Regions from separate parts of the Sus scrofa genome. Here region 1 is linked to region 2. Evidence: chromatin contacts called from public Hi-C data. All regions are on one chromosome and are shown on one strand. The core of a region is the stretch at or near the end of the contact, and the rest is flanking DNA. Distances in the headings are between cores, read along the strand shown.

Evidence for each region. A called contact is a pair of places that touch in the nucleus more often than the background predicts.
Region 1: a Hi-C map of liver shows a contact between it and region 2, with 1.7 times the contacts expected there. The contact joins the promoter of SDC4 here to the promoter of HNF4A in region 2. A contact is called at or near these places in 1 of 5 promoter capture datasets (liver) and 1 of 47 Hi-C or Micro-C datasets (liver).

Annotation. Positions count from the first base shown.
Region 1 is chr17:47,668,195-47,672,917 of Sscrofa11.1, reverse strand. SDC4 (syndecan 4) reads left to right here and starts at 2,432. Exons shown (of 5, transcript NM_214284.1): 1 at 2,432-2,537. The coding sequence starts at 2,466.
Region 2 is chr17:46,819,380-46,823,630 of Sscrofa11.1, reverse strand. It overlaps HNF4A (hepatocyte nuclear factor 4 alpha), which reads right to left and starts at 2,710. Exons shown (of 10, transcript NM_001044571.1): 1 at 2,430-2,710. The coding sequence starts at 2,544.

The DNA.
Region 1 (4,723 bases), core at 1,183-3,682, 850 kb before region 2:
TAAAAATAGCTGTCAAACTGCAGTGTGCCAAAGCCAGTTCGTATTGGTTCAATTTTTAAGAATTTTGTGGGTAGCTGTTAAACATAGAGCGATCACTAGGGAGTTTCCTGGTGGCTCAGGGTGTTGGGGATCTGGCACTGTCGCCATGGTGGCTCTGGTTACTGCTGTGGCGAGGGTTTGGTCCCCGGCCTGGGAACTTTCTCATGCCGTGGGCGCAGCCAAAAATATGAAAAGTAATAATTACTAAAAATGAAACGATATAAACTTACAATTAAATAAACTTTTAAAAACAAAGAAATAAGTACTCAAATCTCGTCGCTTACTCATTATTTCTCTACATTTTACTGTTATCTATGCTCTTGATATTATGTGCAACAGTTTTATCTGTGTGGTGGAAATACTGCTCATCTCTAACCAACTCCACGTTCAGTGATATCACATCCGTAGCTTGAAATCAGCCATGGGGGAGTATTGACACCACAGAAATTGGCAAATGGTACGGATTAGCACTTCCCACCTCCCCCAAACTGTTGTTACACATTTATCAGCACTAGGCTGTGGGAAACCTTCACTTAAGGAAGTTGGTGGGAACAAAAAGAGTGTTGTTATAACAATGTGATGACAGATAACTGAAAGTGCATAGTGACCTAGCATCAAAAATTATTATTACTATTATTATTATTTTTTGTCTTTTTGCCATTTCTCGGCCCGCTCCCTTGACATATGGAGTTTCCCAGGCTAGGGGTCTAATCGGAGCTGTAGCCACTGGCCTATGCCAGAGCCACAGCAACACCAGATCCGAGCCGCATCTGCCACCTACACCACAGCTCACGGCAACGCCAGATCCTTAACCCACTGAGCGAGGCCAGGGACGGAACCTGCAACCTCATGGTTCCTAGTTGGATTCGTTAATCACTGTGCCATGATGGGAACTCCCAAAAATTATTTTTAATGATCTATCCACTGACAACTAGACTATATCCTGTCCTTCAATTCTAGAGAAATCAAGGATTGCAAAAACCATCTGACTTGCAGAAGGATTTCTTATTCTGACCTGAAATCCATTCATTTTCTCAGTTTGTTTCCCGCCCCTAAGGAAGAGAATTGAGAAGAGCTGAAAATAATTGCTCATCTTTCCATCTGTAGGAGAAAACATGACCCACGTTTGAAGCTGGCTTTACTGTCAAGGGTTTTCTCTGCCTCAAAAGATTTTCATTCTTTGATAATAATTAAGGGATGAAAGAGGGGAAGTCACTCCCAACTCTTCACAAAGTATATGAATTCATAATGTGCCAACAGAGGCCAAATATCCTGGTTCTGAAGCTATGCTTCAGTCTTAGAAAGATGTATAGATATAGATAGACAGCTTTACATCTTTATGCCATATATAACCATATGTATACATACGAAAAAATCAGGAAGAGACAAGTCTAGGCACTTTTGACACTGCGTTTATCACAGGATACTCCCCCAATAATTCCAAAAGCACTTGGAGACTCAGAGGATTTTACCAACACCCCCCACCCCCAGCCCCCTCCACCCACGCACTGTAAGGAGAATATGCAGGGTTGAGGCGGATAGGACCGGCACAAAACTGTCTTTTACAAAGGGTGGAAGCAGATCTGAGAATTAAGATAAACTTGTCCTCAAAGAGAGCAAACTTTTTAGGAAGTTCAAAATCTGGACAACAAATCCCTTAAACCAGAGGTCAGCCACCCTAAGACCAAAAAATCTGCCCGGAGCTTGTTTATGCTCAGCCCATTAAGAACAGTTTTATGTTTTACATTTTTAAATCCTTGGGGGGAAAAAAAATCTAAAGAAGACTGCTATTCATGAAACGTGACATTATATGATATTCAAATGTCAGGGTCCATACTAGTGTTCTGTTAGGACACAGCGACTCTTGTTTTAAATATTTAAGGCTTCCTTTGAGCTACAACGCCAGTTTGTGTAATTGTGACAAACTGGCCCGCAAAGCCTAAAAGGTTTAGCTCTTTACACTAATGACTGTTGACCCCTGGCATAAAATAACCCGTGTTCACTGCCCATTTGGAAAGTTTCATGTCCCTCAGAGGCGAGTGTACTGGTCGCAAGGGCGCAGATCTCAAGTCAAGACCCCGGGCAAGTCCTTCCAGTCTGTGGGCCTCAGCTTCCCCAACTGTAAATAGGGTTAGGCTCAGTGATCTCGCCTAACTGACCTGCCTAGCAAGGGATCGGGGCTCCCGGAGGCCAGGGATTTGGGGGACCGAGCGGCCCGCGCGCCCGAGACGGGTCCCTTGGGTTTCCAGCGGGGCTGGCAGGCGCAGCGCCCCGGAGGCCCGGCTTTCGCGGGGGAATTCCGGGCGGGGTGCTGGCAGCGGGGGCGGGGCGGGGCGGGGCCTGGGCGGGGCCACTCACCGCCTATAAGAAGGGCGACGCGCCAGCCCTGGCCACCCGCCTGAGCGCCCTCTCCGGACCGCAGAGCCATGGCCTCCCCTCGCCTGCTCGCGCTGCTGCTGCTCCTCGTGGGAGCCTTTAACGCCGCCGCCGCCGAGTCGGTGGGTGCTTGAAGATCCCCGGGGGGGCGGACCGGTGCTTCCTTTGTTCTGGGGTCCTGAGATGGGGGGGCAGCCTGGGGGCTGCGCCGCCCCCAACTAGACGCCGAGGGCAGGGAAACTTTGTTGGAAACTTGGCTCGCGAGTCCCAGGGAGGCTCTGGGGCGAGGGGGCTGGGTGGCTCCTCCACATGCCGTGCGCCCCCAGCCTGTTGCGCTTCCCGCCTCCCCCTGATTTCAGCCCCGCCGCGGACTCCAGGCTCGGACGTGACTAAGCCGGTGTCACCTCTTCTCTCCTCACCCACTCTCTCCTTCCCTGATGATCCTGGGGCAGATTCGGAGCCATGGCGCCCCCTCCTCACCCCCTAGAACCCGTGATGCCCTGGATGAAGGGGGTTGCGTGAACTCGGAAGGGGGAGGGGTTTCGGGTTCTGTGGGGCCTTGTTTCACACACCGGGACGGAGGACTGAGCCCTGACCTCAGTCCTGGCCGCAGCCCTGCCACTGGTCTGTGGCTTCGGGCAGGGCCCTGCCCCTTCTGAGTCTCGATTTTCCCATCGGCACAAAGCGTATGTAGAACTGGGGCAGGAGGTGACCAGTGCTACTTTAGGATCCCTACGGAGTTGGGACTCCAGTCTTTCAAGAGTGAACGGGAGGGACGGTTTAGGCTTGGCACTTCACCGGGAGTGGAGCCTCTGTTTTTGGCCAGAAGAGGGTTTATTTCTGATGATCTGCACCCGGGAGATCCGAAGCACCCACCTTGGGTTGTGTGAAAGGGGTGCTGGGGGAAGAGAAGGTCTCCATGAGCCCTGAGAAGCCTCTGCTCACTGCCAACTGTTCTCTGCTTGTAGTTTACAAAGCCCTGGGCCCACCACCAGATCCATTCATCCCAGCAGCCAGTGGGGAAGGAGGGAGGCAGTTTCATCTGGGAAGTAGGGATGTAGGAATTGCTCAGCGAGGCCTTCTGCCCACCCCAACCCCCAAGAGCCGGGGCTTTGTGCCTCTTCGGTGCCCTTAAACCTTGATTTTGAAGAGAGCAAGTCTAGTGGAGTTTAATCATTAATGTCAGTTCTTTGTGGGGCTCCTGTTTCTCTGGGATTACTTAGGGGAGATCATTTCTGACTTCAGCTGGGGTACGAATAAGACCCTGAGCGCCCCTCACCCCCGTGCCCGCTGCCCCTTGTAGCCCTGAGTGATGGCACTGAGCTGATGTTCTGACAGCCTTTTCTGGGGGGGGAGTTGGGGCGGGCGAGTGGAAGTTCCCAGGCCAGTGATCGACCCTGCCCCACACTAGTGGCTCTGGCTGCAGTGACAAGGGCAGATGGTTAACTCGCTTCTCCATAGGAGATCTCTTCTGATAGCTTTCTAATAGTCGTTCTAATGGCTCTATCAGCTAGCTTAATTAAGCCCTTCTGCTCACTGTTTTAAACTGGTCCTGAGGCTAGAGAGGTTAACTAACCTGCCCAAGGTCACACAGCAGATAAAGGACTGCGTCAGAAGCAAATTTAGGCAGTCAGGGTTCCAAGTCCCTTTTTAAATCTATTGCTTGTATCTGAACTTGTAGGCTGATGCTACTCTTGAGAGGCTGCTGTTGCGTCCCACACTCGGTTCACTCAAGACTTTAGAACCTGTAGAGGTCTGGGGCTGGCCGGCCACAAGGCGTTCTGGGACAGAAGGAAATCGAGGCCCAGAGTCAGGTGATGACTTTCCCAAACTCATACGGGTAACCTTGCCAAAAACTTGGTGGCTGAGTCAGGACTCAAACCCAGACCTGCCACTCCCTGGGCAGTGCTCTGAAGTAGCCCCCGAAGGAGTTCCCGCTGTGGCGCAATGGGATGGGCGGCGTCTCTGGAGCACTCGGAGCAGGTTTAGTGCCTGGCCCAGCACAATGGGTTAAGGATCCGGTGTTGCTGTGGCGCAGGTCACAACTGTGGCTCAGCTCTGATCCCTGGCCCCAGAGCTCCATATGCTGCAGGATGGCTAAGAAAGAAAAAATAAAGTAGCTCCCAAAGGATGTTTTGGCATCACAGTGGCATCTGAAGGAATGTTGCGTCCTGGACAGTGTGGGGAAAAGAGGGAAGACCACAAAGGTGGGGAGGTCACTGCAGGGGCAGTCACATGCCAGTCTTGGCTCAGGGGCAGAGCAGGCAGCTGTGCCCCGGGGGCAGTCAGAAGGATACGGTGGGCGGGG
Region 2 (4,251 bases), core at 1,461-3,960:
GTGAATTATTCCTGGAGATGGGGGTAATTGTTAAGCTGTGCTGGTGCCCTTTCTCCCTGAGCCTTGCCTCCTCCAAACCCCGGGAGGGCTTGACCCCACAACTAAGGCAGAGGCTGGGGGAAGGGGCTCCCGTATCCTGGGCAGGATAGGCTGGGTGCTGCCAAGTATGTCATCCCACCCCCAGGTTAGCTGATGGCCCCCATTCTCCAGGGGACAATGTCAAGTCTCGGAGAGGACAGGACTGGCCCAGAGCCATCACACAACTGTTAAGTAGAGGAGCTAGATTTGTGGTCCAGGGGTACAGGCCAGTGCTGTCCTCCCTCGTTGGGGTGTCTGTTGGGGGGTCTCATAAACAAGGACCCCCTGCTGCTTCTGAGTCGGGGGAGGGAGACAGGTGGGGGGCTATCCCTGGAGGCTTTGAGCTACTAGCCCAGGATGTCTGCAGAACATAAACCCAACTCTCAGTCCACTTCAACTCTCAGTCCAGTGGGGAATGTAGATCTTCCTACAGATGCTCAGAGTTCATGAGAAAACTCACGTGGGGCCAGGACCAGTTATCCGTGCTAAGCACATGGGTGCCTTATCTATTGAATCCTCTGGTTAGCCCAGGGAGGCAGGTGCTGTGATTTATTCCCATTTTACAGAGGAGAAAACTGAGGCTCAGAGAATAGCTTGGCAAATTCACACTGGTAGGAAGGATCTATGCCAGAATATGAACCCAGATCTTTCTGGCTCCAGAGCTGGAGGCTCTCCTGTCTTCAGCACACCCAGTAAGGAGCTTGGCCTCTGCCTCGGGAACACACAGCTCCCAGGAGCTAGAGGCGCATGCTCTGAAGGATGACGGGGCCGGGCCCAGGGAGCAGTCCAGGGCTGGGCGGTGGCCTGGTATAGCAGCACACCCTGTCCCTCTGGGTTCACACACACCCTGCCTCGTGCAGCGGTGTGTTGTTTACCACTTCCTGCATCTTTTCCCCTCACTGCCCTCACGTGATCCGCGGACACTCCTCAGAGCCGGCCGGCCAGCGGGCCTCCAGTGACTAAGCCCATTTTGTAGAGGATGCAGGAGAGGAGAGGCGACATACCCAAGGTTACACAGTGAGTGGATGGCCGGGGCAGGTGAGCAGCTGGTGAGACTGACCATGGGCAGGGCAGACGCCTCTTTCTGGCTGAGCTGACCTGACCCGAGTTCTGTAGCCCTCGGCTGAAGCCACGGGGCCATGGAAGGAAGGCAGGTGGGAGGCTGACTTCGGCCAGCTGCCCCCTCTCCTCTGAGGCTGGCCTGTGACCAGTTAAGTCCTGGCGTCCTGGCTTCCCAGGCCTCCTCCCTCCCCCCACCTCCTTGTGGAGACCCCCCCCCGCCCCTGCTTTCAGATGTGCCCTCGGTGATAGGGGAGCAGACGTATAAACTCGGGGAGAGACACACAGGCGACACAATCTGCTCTGAGTCAAATGGACATGTTGCTGATGTGAATTGCGTTGTCCAATGGCCATCCTGCACATCAGGTCTATACAGTCACGTGTGCGCTGGAGAGCGCTGACCAGCCAGGGCAGGATGCACATGCGTACACAAGCGGTACAAACAGAGGCACAAGATGACAGGATGCCCAAATGGGACACACGTCCAGGAAGCCCAGGGCACCCAAGACAACCCACATCCACAGCATAGGTGTGCAAACATGCACAGACAGTTGTACACACACTCGTCACCGCTCCTGGACCTAAGCAACAAACACAGGCGTCCTCAGAGACATCAACAAACACAGACCTGCTCAGTGAACAAATGAGAATAAAAACGAATGCAGAACACACACACATACGTACACACAGGGGAACACAGATGTGCAAATGGATTCCCATAGACACACATTTGCAATATAGTCCACTGCCCACCCACACGCATTATGTGGAAACTCATACATGCAAGCCCAGAGGAGGTCATGATCACACACACACACACACACACACACACACACACACACACACACGCACACACACAACTGCTGATCTGTCTCATTTAGCAGAACCTCTCTAAGTGGGGCTTCTCTCCCAAAAGTCCCAAAGACACCCTGAAACACAGTTGTGCTCCATCCACCGTCTCTGGGGACAGGACATACCTTGCCATTTCTCAGCACCTGGGCCTAAGGGGTTCAGGAAGGGGCCAGGTTGGGCCAATGCCTGGAGCAGGACGCCAAGAGGAAGCTCACCATCACTTTCCCGCCCCCACAGGCTGAGCGGGAAGAGCTTTGGTAACAGGGTCACCCTACCTGGGCATATTTGCTTTTCCTGGCAACACCTGGGCTCAGCTATGGGACCACCGGGCTCGTCTGTCATTCTCCTCCCAGCCCCAAACTGAGCGCCACAGACTCGCTCCCGTCCCTGGGCAGACCTGCCCCCAGCGGGCGCGCCTGGACACGGCCGCCCCCACCTACCATTGCCCATGGTCAACACCTGCACATTCTCGAATTCCAGGGTGGTGTAGGCTGGGTCCAGCGCAGCACTGTAGTCGGCCATGTCCATGTCGACCAGGGTTTTGGAGAGGCGCATCCTCCCCTCTCCACACGTCGGCCACTTGCCCTGCCCAGGATGTCCACCCCGAAGGCTCTGGGCCGAGCCCCGGCCCCCGCCCTCCGCCCTCCCACTGCCTCCTCCCAGGTGCCCCCTCTGCCTTCCTGGGTTTCAAACCGTCCTCTGGGAGGATCTGCCGGGAGTCCTGGCCTAGCCTCTCCGAAGGGGTGGAGGCTCTGCGGGGAGGGGTGGGGGTTAATGGTTAATCGGCTCCCCCACTGGTGGACGGGCTGGGCGGGGCTGCGGGGATTGGGCTGTTTGTTGGTTTCTGGCTGACACCCGGGGGTGCTATTACAATGGATGGGGCCCAATATTGTGTTATCAATTCTATAAGACGGGCACTAAGTCACCAGCGCTCATTTGACCCTGACTCAGCCACCCTCCATGTCACCGTCACCCCACGTCAGGCTGACAGGCTAACATATACCCTCGGAACCTGACAGCCCACCTCCACGATGCCCTAATTCAGTAACCTCCCAAATCTTTGACGTCTGCCCTCAATGCTCTTGCAGGGATAAAGCTGCCTCCTGGCTCAGAAATCAAACATGTAAATCCAGGCCCCAGATACCAATCTTCTAGATCTCATTCTGGGAGCTTCCTTCCAGTTTCCTGCCTCACCTGGGAACAGGAAGGACTGAGAGGGCCAGACTCCTGACCGCCTCTCCTCCCCTGCTCCCCATGACTCTGCTCTGGCCTCCACCAGCCCCCACAGCGCCCAGCTGCTCAGGCCCAGACAGACTCCATCTCCCTGTCACCTCCTCCTGCTCTCCTCCCCCACCCCCCCCCCCCAGAACAGACCGAGACAAGGCTTCCAGCCCCACAGAGCTGGATTAACATTCAGGCGCCTAGCACCTGCTAATCGTGACTTTGGGTAAATGATTCTCCTCTCTGAGCCTCAGTTTCCTCTTGTAGAAAATGCACAATCAACTTCAAAGGGTGGCCTGAGTATTAAATGAGATGGCACTAGGAAAACAGCAGGTGGTGCCTCGTAAGCATCCATCCCCCTTCTCCTCCATGCCTCCTTGGCCTCCCTTTTCTAGCTCCCTTGTTTCTCCCCATCCTCATGCCCCGGCCAGCGTGGGCTTTGTGGGTCAGCCACCTGAGCAGGGCACAGCGCTCCACACTTAGGCTCCTGTGTTTGGATCAGTGCTATTCTGAGCAAGGGGCCCTGCATTTCTGTTTCGGACTGGGCCCTGATAATTATGTGGCTGGTTCTACTTGCCTTCAACTCCTGGCTCACTTCTCTCTTCCTACACCCTCTAGGCCTCAGTGCCCGCTATAGCGACACTTTCAAGAGCTCCTGATCTCGCTGGGGAAGTAAGGTCACAAGGTAGACGTGGAAAGTGTAGGCCACGGTGGAAGGACCTGGGACTCCAGAGACCTGGGAACCTGTCTTCTGCTGGCCGGAAGGGCCAGGCAGGGGGATTTGGTTACAAGAATGGGTGAATTAGCGAGTGAGAAGGTGAGTGAGTTGAAGACTGAGCAAATTAATATGCGAGGACGGGAATTGATGAGCAAGTGAATTACTGCAAGTGTGAATGAGTGAATGAGGAAATGAGTGGGTGAAGGGACGAGTGGGCAAATTGGTGGGAGAGGCAGCCAGTGTTTGGGGATGTGGAGGCAGCCTCTGCATATTCTCCCAACTATCAGTAGCCCTTTCTCTGCCCCATGCCGATCTGTTCTCCT